Regions from separate parts of the Bos taurus genome. Here region 2 is linked to region 1. The links are chromatin contacts, called in public Hi-C maps. All regions are on one chromosome and are shown on one strand. The core of a region is the stretch at or near the end of the contact, and the rest is flanking DNA. Distances in the headings are between cores, read along the strand shown.

Region 1 (6,927 bases), core at 3,349-5,848:
GCCTCAAGAGGCACGGGAAGCTTAAGATATTCAAATAGCTTAGAGCCTCTCAGAGAGTTAAAAACTGTCAGAATAATCTAGTAAAGGATTTCATTGATGAGTCAATGTTTGTTGCCAAGTTTTCACATCCCCTAAATTGTATCCTTGAATATGTATTAATTAATAGTTGGTATATAGAAAAAATAAGTAGTGGCCTTGGTGTTAGTAACTTTAGACCCTTAAGGTAATAAATTCTTTCCTTTGTTGTAAACCCATTACACATCCGCCCTATAGGAATGCAATTTTATCTTTGGAAGATGGTGCCAAACCTTAAAATAATTACTCTTAGAGAAAATAAGTCTTTGTTGATAAGTTCTTGTCAAGAGTCATAAAATGTTAGTAGGCCTTCTGGCCAGAAGATGATGTAAATCACCTAAACCATTTGTGTACGATAAATTTGCAGGAAAGAAACCTTGGTTTTTGATAAGAATCAAAGACTGCTGACTTTGCATCCCCTATTATCCTCTATGTGTAACTTAGGGTATAAAAGCCCCTGTTAAAAATAAAGCTACGGGCCTTGCTCACCAACGCTTGGTCTCCCCATGTCATTCTTCCCTTCAACTTCCAGCTGAGTCTCCGTCTGGAGCGCGGAACCCACCACGCTTACTAATTATGCCTGGGCTTCTAAGACCCACTCGAGAAGGTGTCTAGAGTGAGGCACCTTCCGCTATTCGAGAGGGCGCCTGCGGCCTACGTAAGTGGTGCAAACTTCTTGTCTTGAAGTTTTATTGGTCTCCCGCGTAAACCAAGCTACTCAGCCTCTTTTCTCCACTGAATTTTCCTACTGAGCTATCCTCATTCTATTATTCTTTATATCTCTAATTAGCATATAAATAGTCGCCTAGGCCGTCTCTCCTTCGAATACCCTGGATCAGCTGGGGCTGGTCCCCAGCAATTTCCTTTGGACATATATCCAGAAATGGGATGGCTGCATTATATGGTAGCTCTGTTTTTTAAGTTTTTGAAGAACTTCCATACATTTTCCGGAGTAGCTGTATCCATTTATAGTCCCACCAACAATGCACAAGGGTTCCCTTTTATCCACCAGCCTCATCAACATGCTACGTATTGTTTGCTTTTTTTTTTTTTAATGTCATACTAACAAGTGTGAGGTGATATCTTATCATGGTTTTGATTTGTATTTCCCTGCTGGGTAGTGATATTAAGGATCTTTTTATGTACCCGTGGGCCATTTGTATGTCTTCTTTAGAAAAAAAAATCTCTTTTCAGTTTCTCTGCCCATTTTCTATTTTTATTTGCAGTTGACTTGTATGAGTTCTTTGTATATTTTGGATATTAACTCCTTATCAGATATATGGTTTGCAGATATTTTTTTCTGTTCTGTAGATTGCCTTTTCATTTTGTTGATTGTTTCTTTTGCTGTGCAGAAACTTTTTAGTTTGATATAATCCCATGTATTGCTTCTGGTGTCATATCCAAAAAGTTGTTGACAAGACCATTGTTTGGTCATGGTACCCTTGCCAAAGATCATTTGTGCATACATGTGAGGGTTTATTTCTGCGCTCTCTATTCTGTTGCGTTGGCCCATGTTTCCTTCTTTATGCCAGTACCATGACTGCTATTTCTTGACCAGTTACAGCTTTAGCATCTCTCTAGCCTTCTTTCCCTTGGGTAAGATTTATTAACATACTGAATCATAGAATCACTCCCACTTCCTGACAGCATCCAATCCACAGCAAAGTCCTGCTTCCACAGTCCCTTAGCCCTAACCCATTTAATATAAGCTCAGATCCTCTAATGCATGCTAAGTCACTTCAGTTGTGTCTAACTCTTTGCGACCCTATGGACTGTAGTCCACCAAGCTCCTCCGTCCATGGGATTCTCCAGGCAAGAATACTGGAGTGGGTTGCCATGCCCTCCTCCAGAGGAACTTCTGGACCCAAGAGATTGAACCCAGGTCTTTTAAGTCTCCTGCACTGGCAGGCGATTTCTTTACCACTAGCGCCCCATGGGAAGCCCAAAATCCTGTAATAGGATCTTCCTAAGACAGAAATGGTATGGACCTAACAGAAGCAGAAGATATTAAGAAGAGGTGGCAAGAATACACAGAAGAACTGTACAAAAAAGATCTTCACGACCCAGATAATCACGATGGTGTGATCACTGACCTAGAGCCAGATATCCTGGAATGTGAAGTCAAGTGGGCCTTAGAAAGCATCACTACGAACAAAGCTAGTGGAAGTGATGGAATTCCAGTTGAGGTATTCCAAATCCTGAAAGATGATGCTGTGAAAGTGCTGCACTCAATATGCCAGCAAATTTGGAAAACTCAGCAGTGGCCACAGGACTGGAAAAGGTCAGTTTTCATTCCAATCCCAAAGAAAGGCAATGCCAAAGAATGCTCAAACTACTGCACAATTGCACTCATCTCACATGCTAGTAAAGTAATGCTCAAAATTCTCCAAGCCAGGCTTCAGCAATATGTGAGATCAAATTGCCAACATCCGCTGGATCATGGAAAAAGCAAGAGAGTTCCAGAAAGTCATCTATTTCTGCTTTATTGGCTATGCCAAAGCCTTTGACTGTGTGGATCACAATAAACTGTGGAAAATTCTTCAAGAGATGGGAATACCAGACCACCCGATCTGCCTCTTGAGAAATTTGTATGTAGGTCAGGAAGCAACAGTTAGAACTGGACATGGAACAACAGACTGGTTCCAAATAGGGAAAGGAGTTCGTCAAGGCTGTATATTGTCACCCTGTTTATTTAATTTATATGCAGAGTACATCATGAGAAACGCTGGACTGGAAAAACAAGCTGGAATCAAGATTGCCGGGAGAAATATCAATAACCTCAGATATGCAGATGACACCATCCTTATGGCAGAAAGTGAAGAGGAACTCAAAAGTCTCTTGATGAAAGTGAAAGAGGAGAGTGAAAAAGTTGGCTTAAAGCTCAACATTCAGAAAACGAAGATCATGGCATCCGGTCCCATCACTTCATGGGAAATAGATGGGGAAACAGTGGAAACAGTGTCAGACTTTATTTTTTTTGGGCTCCAAAATCACTGCAGATGGTGACTGCAGCCATGAAATTAAAAGACACTTACTCCTTGCAAGGAAAGTTATGACCAATATAGATAGCATATTCAAAAGCAGAGACATTACTTTGCCAACAAAGGTTCGTCTAGTCAAGGCTATGGTTTTTCCTATGGTCGTGTATGGATGTGAGAGTTGGACTGTGAAGAAGGCTGAGCGCCAAAGAATTGATGCCTTTGAACTGTGGTGTTGGAAAAGACTCTTGAGCGTCCCTTGGACTGCAAGGAGATCCAACCAGTCCATTCTGAAGGAGATCAGCCCTGGGATTTCTTTGGAAGGAATGATGCTGAAGCTGAAACTCCAGTACTTTGGCCACCTCATGCGAAGAGTTGACTCATTGGAAAAGACTCTGATGCTGGGAGGGATTGGGGGCAGGAGGAGAAGAGGACGACAGAGGATGAGATGGCTGGATGGCATCACTGACTTGATGGACGTGAGTCTGAGTGAACTCCGGGAGTTGGTGATGGACAGGGAGGCCTGGCGTGCTGCGATTCATGGGGTCGCATAGAGTCGGACACGACTGAGCGACTGATCTGATCTGATCTGAAGGCACCCCACTTGCCTGGAGAATACCAGGGATGGGGGAGCCTGGTGGGCTGCCGACTCTGGGGTGGCACAGAGTCAGACATGACTAAAGTGACTTAGCAGCAGCAGCAGCAAGGCACCCCACTCCAGTACTCTTGCTTGGGAAATCCCATGGACCGAGGAGCCTGGTAGGCTGCAGTCCACGGGGTCGCTAAGAGTCGTACATGACTGAGCGACTTAACTTTCACTTTTCACTTTCATGCACTGGAGAAGGAAATGGCAACCCACTCCAGTGTTCTTGCCTGGAGAATCCCAGGGACGGGAGCCTGGTGGGCTGCTGTCTGTGGGGTCTCACAGAGTCGGACACGACTGACGTGACTTAGCAGCAGCAGCAACATTCTCTTAAGACCTGCATTTCCCAAAATTCTACAGTTCATGATTGAGTAATAAACTCAATTTATTTAAAACTACACGTGGATTCTTGGTGGTCTTTGGAGTGCACTGACACAAAACCATGGGATCAATATTTTCAAACATACAGAATATACACCAACAAGAAGTCACATACCAATAAAAAAAAGGAGGGGGGCAAAAAGAAAAAAAAAGTAAAAAGTTACAAGAGAAGAACTACAAACAAATGATTTCATACGTACTGGAAAAGCGTTGTATTTCAAATGCATAAGATTATGGTACTGACTCAGTTGGTGTGACCATCATTTCAACTTGAATCCATTTTCTGCTTCTGCAGAAATCTATAAAAATCTCAACCCTAAGAGCCTGAGAAACCCTGTAGGTATTTGCGTTAGGGTTCAGAAGCGGCTGCGAATGGGGTTTAGCTCCGCCCAGGCCGAAGTCACCTTCCCCAGTAAATCCACATTCCCGCGGTCGACGAAATCCTCCGAGACAGCAGCGGCGCAACTCAGCCGGCTGGGCCTAAAGTAAGGACGTTCTAGCCTATTGCCTACTCGGTGGTAGGGCCAGCCGCTGCCCGGCCCCCGGGCGCCGCCATGTTGGAGGCGCAGGAGGGGAGCCATGGCTGGGAGCACCAGATCGGCAGCCAGAGCCGGGCCAGCTCTGCCAGGCATATGCTGGAAGTGCGTCCGGGGCTGTTCTTGGGTGGAGCCGCGGCCGTCGCGGAGCCAGACCACCTGAGGGAGGCGGCCGTCACGGCAGTGCTGACGGTGGACTCGGAGGAGCCTAACTTCAAAACGGGGGCTGGGGTCGAGGGTCTACGGAGTCTCTTCGTGCCAGCGCTGGACAAACCTGAGACCGACCTGCTCAGTCATCTGGACCGCTGTGTGGCCTTCATCGTCCAGGCTCGCGCCGAGGGCCGCGCGGTGCTGGTGCACTGGTGAGTGGTCGGGTCCGTGGGGAGAGCAACCTCGCCACGCTTCTACCCTGGCCCACCTCACCCTTTCCCTCCCAGGGCCCAGAAGAGGACCAGAGGGCTGTCCCAGCTCCCTCTTGCGTAGGCTTGTGTCAGAGAGAGGAGTGGGCGGGACGCGGTCCCCTGACGAAGCGCAGGCTTTTCATTCATTTTGTTTATGTTGGGTCATTCTGCAGCCGCTGAGTTTTCCAGGGTAGGAGGAATCTTCAGATAAATGACTAAGTCTCTACACCTAAAGAGTTTAAATCTCTTCTCGAGTAGCGAGACACATACTGAGGAAATGCAGACTGGGATGCGAGGTGTGTAGTAAGAGAGATGAACAGAGGTTAAGGTTATTCAGACTTAAGAGGGAGAGCAGGCTATTTTCATTGTTCTTGTTTGGGGCAGGCGTGGCCAATGTAGGGGAGATTTGGGGAGAGAAAAATTGATTAGGACGTAGCAGTGGCAGAAGGAGTATAATAACAACAGTTTACGCTTACTGAGTCAGCAATTTTACAGCCAGCCTTTGTTATAAATATATAAAGATAAAATAGAAGTTTGGGACCAGATCTCCAGGGCCTTTAAAACCAAGAGCAAAAGAGTTTAGATTTGTTCTGAAGCCATTCAGTTCAGTTCAGTCGTTCAGTCGTGTCCGACTCTTTTCGACTCCATGAATTGCAGCAGGCCAGGCCTCCCTATCACCAACTCCCGGAGTTCACTCAGACTCAGTCCATCGAGTCAGTGATGCCATCCAGCCATCTCATCCTCTGTTGTCCCCTTCTCCTCCTGCCCCCAGTCCCTCCCAGCATCAGAGTCTTTTCCAATGAGTCAACTCTTCGCATGAGGTGGCCAAAGTACTGGAGTTTCAGCTTTAGCATCATTGCTTCCAAAGAAATCCCAGGGCTGATCTCCTTCAGAATGGACTGGTTGGATCTCCTTGCAGTCCAAGGGACGCTCAAGAGTCTTTTCCAACACCACAGTTCAAAAGCATCAATTCTTCAGTGCTCAGCTTTCTTCACAGTCCAACTCTCACATCCATACATGACCACTGGAAAAACCATAGCCTTGACTAGACGGACCTTTGTTGGCAAAGTAATGTCTCTGCTTTTCAATATGCTATCTAAGTTGGTCATAACTTTCCTTCCAAGGAGTAAGCGTCTTTTAATTCCATGGCTGCAATCACCATCTGCAGTGATTTTGGAGCCCCTAAAAACAAAGTCTGACACTGTTTCCCCATCTATTTCCCATGAAGTGATGGAACCAGATGACGTGATCTTAGTTTTCTGAATGTTGAGCTTTAAGCCAACTTTTTCACTCTCCTCTTTCACTTTCATCAAGAGGCTTTTTAGTTTCTCTTCACTTTCTGTCATAAGGGTGGTGTCATCTGCATATCTGAGGTTATTGATATTTCTCCTGGCAATCTTGATTCCAGATGTGCTTTTTCCAGCCCAGCGTTTCTCATGATGTACTCTGAGTATAAGTTAAATAAGCAGGCTGACAGTACACAGCCTTGACGTACTCCTTTTCCCATTTGGAACCAGTGTGTTGTTCCATGTCCAGTTCTAACTGTGCCTTCCTGACCTGCATATAAGTTTCTCAAGAGGCAGGTCAGGTGGTCTGATACTCCCATGTCTTTTAGAATTTTCTACAGTTTATTATGATTCACACAGTCAAAGGCTTTGGCATAGTCAATAAAGCAGAAATAGATGTTTTTCTGGAACTCTCTTGCTTTTTTCATCCAGCGGATGTTGGCAATTTGACCTGTGGTTCCTCTGCCTTTTCTAAAACCAGCTTGAACATCTGGAAGTTCACGGTTCACTTATTGCTGAAGCCTAGCTTGGAGAATTTTGAGCATTACTTTACTAGCCTGTGAGATGAGTGCAATTGTGCGGTAGTTTGAGCATTCTTTGGCATTGCCTTTCTTTGGGATTGGAATG
Region 2 (6,688 bases), core at 708-3,207, 170 kb before region 1:
CTAGTCACATTGGAAAAAAAATGGGGATAACCCTGTTTGACTAGCTCTAGCCAGTATACTAAGCTCATATGCTGTAAAAATACAATCTTAGTGGCATAAATCATCAAAGGTTTATTTCTCACTCATTTTCTGCTATATACGTGGAAGACTTCCTAAGGAAGCTCTCTCTCATGGGATGGCTCAGGTTTATACTATACTTTGATTTTAACACCAACTACCACACATTGCCAAAGAAGGCAAAGAGAACAGTAACAATTAGGACAGTAATTAAATGCACTCTGTCCAAAAGTAACATACACATACTTAAATTTCATTAATCGAAACAAGTTGTACGACCTGACCTCAAGAGGCATGCAATTGCAATCCTTTTTTGAGGCTGAAAAGAGGAGACTCATACATATTTTTAAGCATCATCGATATCTAGCACACTAAGGCTCCTTACTGGACTGTTGTTAAGGGTTAAAATGAATAAAGTATATGTGGCACCGTAGGATAGACATAGCAGATCACCCCTCTTTTTCTTATCAACAGAAGCTTGATTTTTTCAGATATAGAGCAGGTACATAGTTTAGGGGAAACAGGAATCCTCTTTTGCTCCTGGGTGAAACCAGAGACTTCTACAGCTATAGAATGTCTTAGAAAAGATGAAGTTCAATCTCCTCATTTTAAAGCTGAGAAAGCAATGAACCAGATGGTTGAAATGATTTGTTCAAGGATGTACAAGTAGTTGGTGTCACAGATCTGTACATACCGTAACTGGACTGCACTGTATAATTTGTTCTACAGCTTGTTTTAGAAGCTGTAGGACTCTTGGAACTTGGAACTCTTGGGGGTAGATGTGTAGGGCTTTTGAGGCTGCTGAGGGCTGGGAGAGAAAGTTGGAGCAGCTTGGACAAGGTAGTCCCTGAACTACAGGGCACAGACCCCAGGCCAGGCCACATCTTTCTTTCTGAAGTGAGCACCCTTTTTTGCAGGGCCTTGCCTAAAATATCCTGACTTTTGACACACAGGCCTGGGCAGCCTAAACACTGAGAGAGAATGAATTTAAAGCTGACAGCTTCTCTCCCTCTTGGGTTATAAAAATAGGTTCCTTCTTTTTGAGGATGTATAGTTACTCTAGAACAACCTTTATGGAAAAAGAATCTAAAAAAAATAATGGATATATGTAAATTTAAAAGTGATTCACTTTGTTATACAGCAGCAGAAACATTTAAAAACAACTACACTCAAATAGAATTTTTTTTTTTTTAATGAAGATCCACTTTAGAAGTTGAATTAAAGAAAAAAAAAAAAAAACAGAAAAAAATGTTAAAATGCGGGTACCCTGAAAGAAAAGAGCAGGATGCATTGGCCGGGAATCGAACCCGGGCCTCCCGCGTGGCAGGCGAGAATTCTACCACTGAACCACCAATGCTACTTCCGTGATAAAGCTTCACAACACTGTCTCTTACCATCATCTCTGACCCTAGGTCCACTCCATAACAGAAATCTGACCACCTCTCTTAATCACAATTTTGAAAACACAGCCTTCATGTTTCAAGACTAAAATAATAAAACTTTAAACCTCTGTCCTTGAAGCCATGGCTCTAATGCTTTCGGTTTTTCTAGAGCCGTTGGACTCAAAACCGCCCTCTTCAACCAACCAGAGGAAGAGCAAGTTTTCACCTTACCATTCTTCTGCCCCAACCGCTCGCCCTTAGAACAAGCCGGGAGAAGCTGGAACTTTCTCTGCAACTCTGAGTCAGACGCTGGTGGGGCCGCCGCTCCCTGCACGGCCCGATCCGCTCGAACCTTCTCCCAGAGTCAGTGCAGCGCCTCCTGGGCTGAGTCAGCCGGAGCGGGCGGGCCGGCGGCTCTGGGCTCGCCGCGAAGGCGCTAGAAGTTTCGCGGCGGCGGCGGCAGCGGGAGGAGGCGGGTCTCCCGCAACTGGATAAAAAGCTCGTGGAGCCGGAGCCGAGCAGATCCGAGCTGGGCAGGCAGGAGAGAGGCGCCGCTGCGTACACCTACACTGCTGAGCAGCACCAACTTTCGCAGGTTCCTGCATCCATCCGACTCTGTATAGCACTGGTCGCCGGGAGCGGGAGAAACCACAACCATGTCCGCCGCGAGGGAGCTGGCCATAGGCATCGACCTGGGCACCACGTACTCGTGCGTAGGCGTGTTTCAGCACGGCCGGGTGGAGATCCTCGCCAACGACCAGGGCAACCGCACCACCCCCAGCTACGTGGCCTTCTCAGACACCGAGCGGCTGGTGGGCGACGCGGCCAAGAGCCAGGCGGCCCTGAACCCGCACAACACCGTGTTCGACGTCAAGCGACTGATCGGGCGCAGATTCACAGACCCCTCTGTGCAGTCGGACATGAAGCACTGGCCCTTCCAGGTGGTGAGCGAGGGCGGCAAGCCGAAGGTGCGCGTGTCCTACCGCGGGGAGGACAAGGCGTTTTACCCCGAGGAGATCTCGTCCATGGTGCTGAGCAAGATGAAGGAGACGGCGGAGGCGTACCTGGGCCAGCCCGTGAAGCACGCTGTAATCACGGTGCCTGCCTACTTCAACGACTCGCAGCGTCAGGCCACTAAGGACGCGGGTGCCATCGCGGGGCTCAACGTCCTGAGAATCATCAACGAGCCCACGGCAGCTGCCATCGCCTACGGCCTGGACCGGCTGGGCGCCGGAGAGCGCAACGTGCTCATTTTCGACCTGGGTGGGGGCACCTTCGACGTGTCGGTCCTCACCATCGACGCTGGTGTCTTTGAGGTGAAGGCCACGGCTGGAGACACTCACCTGGGTGGAGAGGACTTCGACAACCGGCTGGTGAACCACTTCATGGAGGAGTTCCGGCGGAAGCATGGCAAGGATTTGAGCAGGAACAAGCGGGCCCTGCGCAGGCTCCGCACGGCCTGCGAGCGCGCCAAGCGCACCCTGTCGTCCAGTACCCAGGCCACTCTGGAGATCGATTCCCTGTTTGAGGGTGTAGACTTCTACACTTCCATCACTCGAGCCCGCTTTGAAGAACTGTGCTCGGACCTCTTTCGCAGCACCCTGGAGCCGGTAGAGAAGGCCTTGCGCGATGCCAAGCTGGGCAAGGCCCAGATCCATGACATTGTCCTGGTGGGTGGCTCTACCCGAATCCCCAAGGTACAGAAGCTCCTGCAGGACTTCTTCGATGGCAGGGAGCTGAACAAAAGCATCAACCCGGATGAAGCTGTGGCTTATGGGGCTGCTGTGCAGGCAGCCGTATTGATGGGGGACACGTGTGAGAAGGTGCAAGATCTTCTGCTGCTGGATGTGGCTCCCCTGTCCCTGGGGCTGGAGACAGCTGGTGGGGTGATGACTACACTGATCCAGAGGAATGCCACTATCCCAACCAAGCAGACCCAGACTTTCACCACCTATTCAGACAACCAGCCTGGGGTCCTGATTCAGGTGTATGAGGGTGAGAGGGCCATGACCAGGGACAACAACCTGCTAGGGCGCTTTGAGCTCAGCGGCATCCCTCCTGCCCCACGTGGAGTCCCCCAGATCGAGGTGACCTTCGACATTGACGCCAATGGCATCCTGAGTGTGACAGCCACTGACAGGAGCACAGGCAAAGCTAACAAGATCACCATCACCAATGACAAGGGCCGGCTGAGCAAGGAGGAGGTGGAGAGGATGGTTCGTGAGGCTGAGCAGTACAAGGCTGAGGATGAGGCCCAGAGAGACAGGGTGGCTGCCAAAAACTCTCTGGAGGCCTATGTCTTCCATGTGAAGAGCTCCTTGCAAGAGGAGAGGCTTAGAGATAAGATTCCTGAAGAGGACAGGCGCAAAGTACAAGACAAGTGTCAGGAAGTCCTTGCTTGGCTGGAGCACAACCAGTTAGCAGACAAAGAGGAATATGAGCATCAAAAGAGGGAGCTGGAGCAGATCTGTTGCCCCATCTTCTCCAGGCTCTATGGGGGGCCTGGTGTCTCTGTGGGCAGCAGTTGTGGAGCCCAAGCCCGACATGGAGCCCCTAGTACTGGCCCTGTCATCGAGGAGGTCGATTAAATGGCCCCTCTGGACGGGTCAGCTGAGACTGCAAGGGCTGGGTTTGTGGACTTTCTAGACTTTCTACTGTGATCCTGCCCAACTTAAGGGGTAGGAGTGGAGGAGAATCTTACCCTCAACAGAGAATTTTTTTTTTTTTTGGTCAGTATGTTTTATTATTGAGATATTTGTCATTTGACTTGTAAAAAATCTTCTCCTACATCAAACAAGCAGAAGTAAAATCATTATGAACATTTGTGTGGCACTTTAATATTGCTTTTACCTACATTTAATGCATTTTGTTACTTGCATGTATGGATTTGTTATATGAAATAATAAAGCTAAATAAACTTTTAGAATTTCTTAGTTTTCTTTCTATCCAATTAAGTAGACGAAGGGGCAGGGCTTTCAGAAGCAGAAATATTGGGGTGGGTTTTGAAGGAGGATGGGAAGAAAATTCATGAGGCTATGTGCATAATTGCTATAAAGGAAAGCAAGAGGAAGAGTTTGAGGAAGGCACACTGAGATAGTATTGAAGTGTGAGGAGAGAGGAGAGAATTGTGATATTGTGTTGAAAGAGGGAGGGAGGTGGAGTTGGAAAAGCAGAGAATGAAGAGAAGCAAGTTTTGGCAAGACCCTAAGATAAAAATTCTGTATTGGGAGCTTAGTTTAGTTTTTCAGTCTATGTGTCCTAATACACGGACAAAAAGTTTATATGCTAATTATTTGCCTCTCATAATGTGACCTTATTGTTCTTTTACCGAACAGACCCCAAGTCCTGGATTCTGGGGAATAGTATTTGTTAGATTAAGAGAGTAAGTCTAGTGGTATAATTAAAATTATTATTGATCTTATCTGTGTGAGAGGAATTGCATGGTCCCATCTGCTTTCTGCTGATGGCCCTAGGATGATGACGATGATGATGGTGACAGTGGCAACTGTGTAGTAAGATGGCTGTACTGGAACCAGACGGGTGTTCCTTTATCTACTCCGCAAGTTAAACTCTGAGCTTCAGTTTTCCCTTCTATTTAATGGGGATGATGATCAAATAATATCTCAGATGTGTAATGAGGGTACAATTAAATAAGTATGTGAGGAGTGAAGAAGAATGTTAGGCTAGGCATCTAGTATTGAGCAACAAATATTCACTATTACTAATTATTACTAATTGATTGTCGACTATGTACAATCTAATCATCACAGCAACATAACAGTGTATTATCTCTTTTGAAAGTGAGGATCCAGAGGCTAAAAGAGGTTAAACAATTTACTCAATATCCATATCTATTAAGTCAGGGAACGTGGGTAGTGGGGAGAGTTGAAATTAAGAACTATGTCCTGCCTGCTTCTACATTCCGTGCACTGTTAACTCACAAACAGACCATTAAAAAAAAGAAAGATTTCCCCCAGATGTCGTGAAATTGTACATATTATTCCTTTAGAACACAGTTGGACACGGAGCCCTGAGAGAAAAAGTATGTTTTATTGTATCTTTGCATTATTCATTAAGTGAATATGTGCTTTTTATAGCAAGTGACTGAACCAGGGGAGTATCCTCAGGCTCAACTTTACTGCCAGTTAAATGACATAAGAGAAGGATAAGTTTGTGTAAGTTAGTTCCCAATCAGCCCAAAGACTTATTTTTATCTCAGAAATGAAGGTGGCCTTGGTTAGAGGAATGCTACATTATATTTAGCTAAGGGTGATCTGTTGCAGGTTGAGAGGAGATTGCAGTAACGACCCACCTGTAGTCTGGTTGTCAGCTCACATTTTAAACTGCGTTTTCCTGCACCTGGCCCAAATCTTTTGTGACTTGTTTTACATTGAAAGAACCTGCAAAAAAGAGATGATCTCACACACATATTCTGTATTACACTTCCCCTTTCCTGAATGTCCTTCCCACTTCCAACACTGACCACTGCAACCTGTTTGTAACTTCTCAAACAGAATGATGGCACCTACGTTTGGATAGTTTCCTCACATTTCAACAATCTCTCTCTCTAAACAGACACAGGTTATAAGAAGGAGAATTCCATCATGCTTAGTTGTGAAAACACTTCAGATCTCATTTGGACGGTATCTATTTTTCTACAGAGAGATTTAAACAAACTAACCACTTTATTACCAAAGAACGGCAATGCCAAAGAATGCTCAAACTACCGCACAATTGCACTCATCTCACATGCTAGTATAGTAATGCTCAAAATTCTCCAAGCCAGGCTTCAGCAATATGTGAACCATGAACTTCCAGATGTTCAAGCTGGTTTTAGAAAAGGCAGAGGAACCAGAGATCAAATCGCCAACATCCACTGGATCATCAAAAAAGCAAGAGAGTTCCAGAAAAACATCTATTTCTGCTTTATTGACTATGCCAAAGCCTTTGACTGTGTGGATCACAATAAACTATGAAAAATTCTTCAAGAGATGGGAATACCAGACCACCTGACCTGCCTCTTGAGAAACCTATATGCAGGTCAGGAAGCAACAGTTCGAACTGGACATGGAACAACAGACTGGTTCCAAATAGGAAAAGGAGTACGTCAAGGCTGGATATTGTCACCCTGCTTATTTAACTTCTATGCAGAGTACATCATGAGAAGCGCTGGACTGGAAGAAGCACAAGCTGGAATCAAGATTGCCGGGAGAAATATCAATAACCTCAGATATGCAGATGACACCACC

What was found. A called contact is a pair of places that touch in the nucleus more often than the background predicts.
Region 2: a Hi-C map of an unstated tissue shows a contact between it and region 1, with 4 times the contacts expected there. The contact joins the promoter of HSPA6 here to the promoter of DUSP12 in region 1.

The regions. Positions count from the first base shown.
Region 1 is chr3:7,858,188-7,865,114 of ARS-UCD2.0, reverse strand. DUSP12 (dual specificity phosphatase 12) reads left to right here and starts at 4,598. Exons shown (of 6, transcript XM_002685847.7): 1 at 4,598-4,975. The coding sequence starts at 4,632.
Region 2 is chr3:8,029,022-8,035,709 of ARS-UCD2.0, reverse strand. It overlaps HSPA6 (heat shock protein family A (Hsp70) member 6), which reads left to right and starts at 1,957. Exons shown (of 1, transcript XM_002685850.6): 1 at 1,957-4,365. The coding sequence starts at 2,096. The coding sequence ends at 4,027. It overlaps TRNAG-GCC (transfer RNA glycine (anticodon GCC)), which reads right to left and starts at 1,414; the gene lies at 1,344-1,414.